Regions from separate parts of the Mus musculus genome. Here region 2 is linked to region 1. A link is a contact called in public capture Hi-C data. All regions are on one chromosome and are shown on one strand. The core of a region is the stretch at or near the end of the contact, and the rest is flanking DNA. Distances in the headings are between cores, read along the strand shown. Region 1 overlaps Tshz2 (teashirt zinc finger family member 2). Region 2 has its middle 28 kb from the start of A630075F10Rik.

Region 1 (3,216 bases), core at 389-2,888:
CGCCCCCCGACATACATTTTCATCAAGCTATCCATAACAGAAGTGGCAGGCAGCTTGTTGGACTAGAATACATTTCTGCCAGCAGTCTCAAGGTTAGGTGTGCCGTTAAACGCGTACACTATATTACGTGGTAATGACTATAATTTGAAGTCCTTATGCATTCGAGGCTCAATGATTTACTTGCTGTTTAATTTCCAGTCAAGAGCAAGAGACTTTTAAAGGTATATGCGAATTCATGGGGGAATTGTTTTAGCTTACTTATGTCCTAAAAGAGGGGCTGCCCGTTTAATACTTTCCAAAGAATTTTAAATGAAAATTTGACTTTGCTATTTGGTAGGGTGTTCCCAGGATTAGAGGTGGGCACAGGGGAGGAAAGAAAATTCAGATTGGAATTGGTGCCATTTAGAAATGCGTAGATATGGTGGACTCTTAAATATCCCACTGAATCTTGATATGTTTTATAAAATACCATGTCATTTTTTTCAAACATTGTACCCTCCCCCATATCAGCTAAGATTAGAATTCCAGGTGATGATAGAATTCCATAGCCATTTAAAACCATCATTATATATATGTTTATAAAATTAAGGAAAAAAAACAATGAAGCCAAGCTATCCTATGCATAAACTGTGAAGTGTGGGCAGGGTGTATACACATGGCTCTAATCAAGTACTCCAAGTGGGGAGATGCTCTTTCCTAGGTGAGCCAAATTCCAAGACACCGCCCTGTCACCCACGGGGGTGGGGGAGGGGGTAGGGGTGGGGGTGGGAGAAGCATTCAAGCAGCTCGGAATAGTTTCCATCTAAATACAAACAAACCAGCACCCACAGCCTCTCTCCTACTTACACGACCCACTCCCATCAGATGGAATGACTTCAAACTATTTTCTGCAACTCTGTCAGACACCCCAGCATGGCCGTGGTTGCACGAAGACAGAGCTTTCATAGTCGATATAACGATAGCACCGTCATATATTAGAAGTGTTTATTCTGTACAAATGTGGACAGGTGCAAAACCAGCAGTCTTTCCCGTGTGTCTCCCGGATGTACAGGCAGCCTCTGTGTATATCCCCCAAGTTATTGACCGACTTTTGCTTCTCTAGAACAGACAGTGTATGCTGCAAGTTCTGACACGGAATGCGACCTTCCTTCTGCTCCCTGCTCCCGACTCCCTAGTTACATATTCGCAGTTAAAAAATGATTACAAACCTAACAGGTGGAAAATTGGTCTTTATTATAGCACAAAATAAACATCACCTATTTGTTCTCTTCGCCGGGGTTTGGACCCACAATTATTAGATTTAAAACATACTTCTTGTCTCTAGGTTCTTTATGTATGTCCACCTTTTTTTTTTTAAGGACCAGAAGAGCATAATGGCTAATTACATAAAAATTTAAAATGTGATATGGTAAATAAATAGCATGTGGCAGAACCCAGAGCTCACATTGGGCTCAACAGATGCAAAATAGCTTTCCATTCAATAAGGTAAGATGTACAGTCATGCTTGGAATCCCGGAGGTGAATCTGCCCGGAACATTTAATTATCATGATAAAGGCATGCAAACAGTAGGGGTAGCCCTCTGGGGGGGCCCCACCCAAATCAGAAGCATGGATTCCCACCTGGAGGGAAGAGTCTCGAGTCAAGCACATATTTCCCTTTCTTTCTGCCCATCTTCCCACTCGCTCTCTAGCTCTGTGAGGAGCGCTAGGAGCGCGTCACACAGGACATTTCTCTATCTGGAACTCCCTTAGCGCCTGTGCCTGTGCAGCTTGACCCGAAAGTTTCCTGGGTAAAAGTAAAAGCTTTGCGAAGAGGGGGTGGGTGGTGAGGGCTCCTAGGATAAGCTTTCCATACCTTGTCGTGAATTAACTAAGAGCAATTCCGTAACGCTGTGGGGGCATGTGCTGGACTGTAAAGTACAGAACCCTTCGCTCGGGTTTGGGCCCTTGAGTTCAGTCTGGATGTGTGTTGGGCTCCCTAGCGCGTGGGCGTGCCATGCTGGAGGGGAGAGAAGAGGAAGCAGAGGAACCCCATGAAGGAGCTTGGGTGGCATCCAGCCTTGCTTAAGCTCAAGATTTGGAAGCAGCCTACATGTGACTAATTTGCTATAAAGTATTTGCCTTTGGTCGTCTCTGTCCTTTCTCCTGGAGGTGACATAAATAACTTTGGGCATTGGTAACAAAGCAAGGCGTGGACTTCTATGATACATGGTACAAATTCCTTTCTTTTCTCATTTTGGTACTGGGACTTGAACCCAAGACCTTGTGTATGCTGGGCAAGAACTCTACTACCAAGGTGCACCTCCAGCCCAATTTGAAAAATAACATCTTGAAGCTGTTGGACAGACCCTACTCACTTGGCTGTGTACAGCCTTCGACTACCCATCTCTGTATGTGAAATAAACCCACGGGGATGTTTTGCATCTGGTAAAGGTGGACTCTGATCCCGAGTTTATCCTAAAGGAAAATCTAAAGGCATTTTTATCTCCCTGCTCCATAGAAGAGTGCATCCCGACAGTCCCCCTTAAGGGTCCCTGCTCTTCTATAGGGATATGAATGTAGGAAGGAAACAGGGAAGGAGCGCTGTCGATAAAAGTCAGCTACCAAATGGATTCATTGCAAGGGCTGATAGTAAAGATATCATTAAGCCATTCGTGAACTGATTAAGCTATCTCTGTATATAACGGTCCCTAGGAAGTCCCCCTCCCCCCACCGTCTTCATTCTGGTGCCACCTTTCCCCACTCGGTAAGTATTAAGCATTGCTGTGGGAAGGCAGATGGCAAAATGGAATCTAGTCCTTGTTAATTAAAATGAGGGGAAGTTGGACCTTGGAGGTTGGGCCTTAGGTTGCTAAAGGAACCGTGAGTCCTGGAGCTCTAGGAACAACCACGAGCTTCATCTCTCTTAGATACATTGTATCCTGCTTCCCCTCTAAACTAGAGGATGTTGGGGGAATGGCTAGGAGCCACTCATCCCGTCCTGTCTTTTGTAAAAGTTAAGTCTATGGCAGCAAACTAAGGTCCTGCCAGGCCTCGGGAGACGCCTCTGCTTCTAAGCAGACCCATCTCTTTTTAACAAGCTCCTCACAAGGCCGTGGTCACCGTCACCTGGGAGCAAACCCCATACCTGCAGAACTATTCTTCATCCACGTCTGCTACAAACTGAGAGTGGTGTTCGGGTGACTTGCTGTGCGTTTTGCTTAGGTGGAGTTTTAC
Region 2 (3,216 bases), core at 441-2,940, 150 kb before region 1:
CAAGAGCGTTGGCTGACTAAGCAGAAGACAGGGCTGGGATCCCCAGTAGCCATGTAAAAGTCAGGACGTGGCTGCAGGCACCTGCTAACTCCAGTGTCGTGGGGGTGGAGACAGGTGGATTGCAGAGGCTTGCTGGGTTCTGCGAGAGGTCTCAAGGGAATAAGGTAGAAACCAATAAAGTGGGCCACTCAGTGGTCTCCACACACAACATGAAATATTAAATTAACCGATCAGAACAGAATACAGCACAACATGGGAAGACTTAGTGGTAAGGACCAAGTAGCTGTGGCCGCTAAATCTAACCTGAAATCCTGAGTTAGGTCCTAGGAAAGCAAAGAAAATGACTAAGAAGTGGGAACATTCAAACATGTTCTGAAGTTTGGTGGCTAGACTGTCAGCACCGATTTCTTGGCTTTGGTCGTTAGACTGTGGTAGGGTGGTCTCCCACAGCAGTGACAAAGCCTGTGGCAGGGTGGCCTCCCACAGCAGTGACAAGCCTCTCCACTGCTTTTCCATCTGTCTCTCTTTTGAACTTTCCATGTGTGCTTGCATCTGCTTTCCCCTCTGTAAGTCAAATATTTCAATATAGGAACTTTTAAAGAGCTGTTGGATGCAATGAGAGTCATCAAGCAACAGGGGAACCTATCACCAAGGACCACTCTTCCCTTTTGTCAGCCTACCTAGGAAACGGGCCAGAAGAGCCAAGAAGAATTTACCCAGGGGACCCAGGAAGCCCAAGGGAGGTTGAGGCTTGGGGTCTGACCTCAGCAAAATGGGGGACTGGCTTCGAGTTTCCCTCAGGCAGTGTTTTTGCGATCTGATCTATACAGTGTCCCCTGGCACTGGGAGACTAGCTCCGAGTCTCCAGTGGACACTTGTGTAACAGTGTGGCATTTACAAAGTGTCCTTTGCAAACCTCTGGTGTAGTTTCACTCCCCTCTAGATGTCCTCTTATTTTATATGTGTGCACACGTGCCTGAGTGTTATGCATGTGCACCGTGTGTGCAGTGCCCATGGAGGCCAGATGGGGGCGTTGGACCCCTAGGAACGGCTGTGAACTCCCTGGTGTGGATGCTGGGAATTGAACCTCGGTTCTTGGCAATAGAACCCCCCCCCCCCCCCCCCCCCCCCCCCCGCTGTTAACCGCTGAGTCATCAGTCCTGCCCCACCTCCAGAGATCTCTCCAGTGGTAGAGGTGCATGCATTTGAACCCAGAGTCTCCAGTTGGTGGCACTGTTTTAGGACATGAGCTTTGCTAGAGGAAATACATCACTGGGAGGTGGGCTTTGAGAGTTTATGTCCTTGTCCCACTTCCGTTCTCCTCTTTCTGCACGTGGTTGAAGATGTAATCTCTCAGCCTCTCGTTCCTGCCACGGTGCCTACTGCTTGGTGCCCTGCTCCCTACCGGAATGGTCTGCGTTGCTTTTTGTCATGGTATTTTGCCACAGCAACGGAAAAGCAAACTAGTGCCTCTTAGAACAGCCCGAAGAACAAACGCAGGGGTTTACAAAGTATACAAAGGGAGCCCAAGGCTTGAGTGGCACGAATAGCCAACAGAGACAGTAGAATTGGGGTCTGCTCCCCACCCCACACCCTCCTGGCCTGTGCGCCCTCCAACTGCAACCACAGAGGAGCAAATACCTTCTGAGGAACCTGGCTGACACAATTGCTCACATCTGATTGGCCAATGCAACCCACGTGGTCAAGCCCAGCCTCAGAAAGAGAAGACTTTGGTGAGAAACTGGAGGGTGTAGATTGTAAACGTTGGGTTTTTGTGAAGTCTTCCTCTCCACTGGCAGAGGAATGGGAGCCATGTGGGGCTGTGCCTGCCCCTTGAGCCAGTAGCTCAGAGGACTTCCCTGCACTGCGCAGTGCATGTGTGTGGCAGGCCGTGGCTTTCTCTAGGTCCGAAGCTAACGCCAGTTGTTCCTTCAGTAGTAGCTGGGCCTGATGGCTTTCATTGCTCGCTTTCACTGCTCAGTGCATTAGTATCCTTGTGCTGGCAACTGAGGTTCTCTGGATCCCGCTCCTGGAGGCTGGTGACTCATGCTCCCAGCCTTTGTGGTCAGACATGGCACCAGCCTCATAGGGGTCTGGGACTCTGAGTGCCAGGTTGGCCAGACAGGTCACCCTGGCTAATTTACATCACTAGTGATTCAAGAGTGCTCAGAATTAGGCTTAGCCAGGGGGACCCCTGCGTCTCTGAGGAATTGGGTAGCCAGTCTGGGAAAACAGTTCCCACCAGTTCGTGTCTCACTCTGTGACATTCTGATTTTGTGACATTTCGCAATAAACCAGCACCTGCCACCCACATGGGAATGGAGTGCGACTCCAGTTAAGGCTTATTTTATTTTATTTTATTTTATTTTATTTTGCTGACTGTAAAGAAGAAACAGGATTTGGGGTACACCAGGGCTTCTTGATCATCTCTCTGTCCATGGCAGGTTCTCTAGCCCCCCACCCCCTTTAAAAATGTTACATTTACTGTAACTGTTGTTTAAAACATAAATAAGGGAAAGAGCATAGAAGATGAATAATGAAAATAAATTCATCTTATTTATGTGTTTATGCACACATTTGACAATTTGACAATTATTCCACACCGCAGGGTCGGTGGCGGTTACATTCTAGAAAGTTCCTTACTTTTTAAGTTTCTCTCCCACTCCTCCTGATTTTTGTCACATCCAACACAGGCACATTAGTATTCCAGGACAGGAGGCCTGGTGTGCACGGCAGGACAACCCTCCGCTCCGGTGTGTTACTTCAGTTCAAGCTTCAGGTAACTGAGACTTGTCAGTCTCTAGGCTCAGATAGGGGCCTCCTGGCAGACACATTCCTTACCGGCAATTCATTCCGCTCCAAAGGAGCAAGGGGGGCAGTGATTAAAAAGAGAAATGAGGGCCCATGAGATGGCTCAGCAGGTAAAGGGGCTTGCCAACAAACCCGAGGACACGTGTTCAATCCCTGATGGGAGAAGATCCCTGAGAAGGGGAAAACTAAATCACACAAGCTGTCTTCTGAGCCTGCACTCCCCCGCACGGATTGTAATCAATAAATAAAGGAAGAAGGATGTAGGCTCCCCCACCCCCTTTTAAAAAAGGAGCTAAGGCTTGGAGGCAGTGTGTGTGTGTGTGTGTGTGTGTGTGTGTGTGTGTGTGTGTTACACAAAATGTAAGGTTTAGTTTGAAGATGATCCAGCTGTGGGCCACTGAACAT

The links. Capture Hi-C pulls out chosen DNA fragments and counts their contacts.
Region 2: a contact with region 1 is called in a capture Hi-C map of embryonic stem cells, with 2.3 times the contacts expected there. The contact joins two enhancer-like sites. A contact is called at or near these places in 2 of 484 Hi-C or Micro-C datasets (embryonic stem cells and nephron progenitors), 3 of 115 datasets of contacts at active chromatin or transcription factors (all in embryonic stem cells) and 2 of 9 other capture datasets (embryonic stem cells and liver).

What each region holds. Positions count from the first base shown.
Region 1 is chr2:169,886,498-169,889,713 of GRCm38.p6, reverse strand. Tshz2 (teashirt zinc finger family member 2) reads right to left here. Exons shown (of 2, transcript NM_080455.3): 2 at 1,210-3,216. The coding sequence ends at 3,136. Among named protein-coding and RNA genes, the nearest start is that of AY702102, 75 kb to the left of the region's middle. Within about 2 kb of position 1,638, at least 2 of the 459 cell types and tissues checked have an H3K27ac peak or open chromatin away from gene starts, as enhancers often do. A contact at or near this core is called in embryonic stem cells, where this site is marked.
Region 2 is chr2:170,041,490-170,044,705 of GRCm38.p6, reverse strand. It overlaps a transcript of Tshz2 not described here. Among named protein-coding and RNA genes, the nearest start is that of A630075F10Rik, 28 kb to the left of the region's middle. Within about 2 kb of position 1,690, at least 24 of the 459 cell types and tissues checked have an H3K27ac peak or open chromatin away from gene starts, as enhancers often do. A contact at or near this core is called in embryonic stem cells, where this site is marked.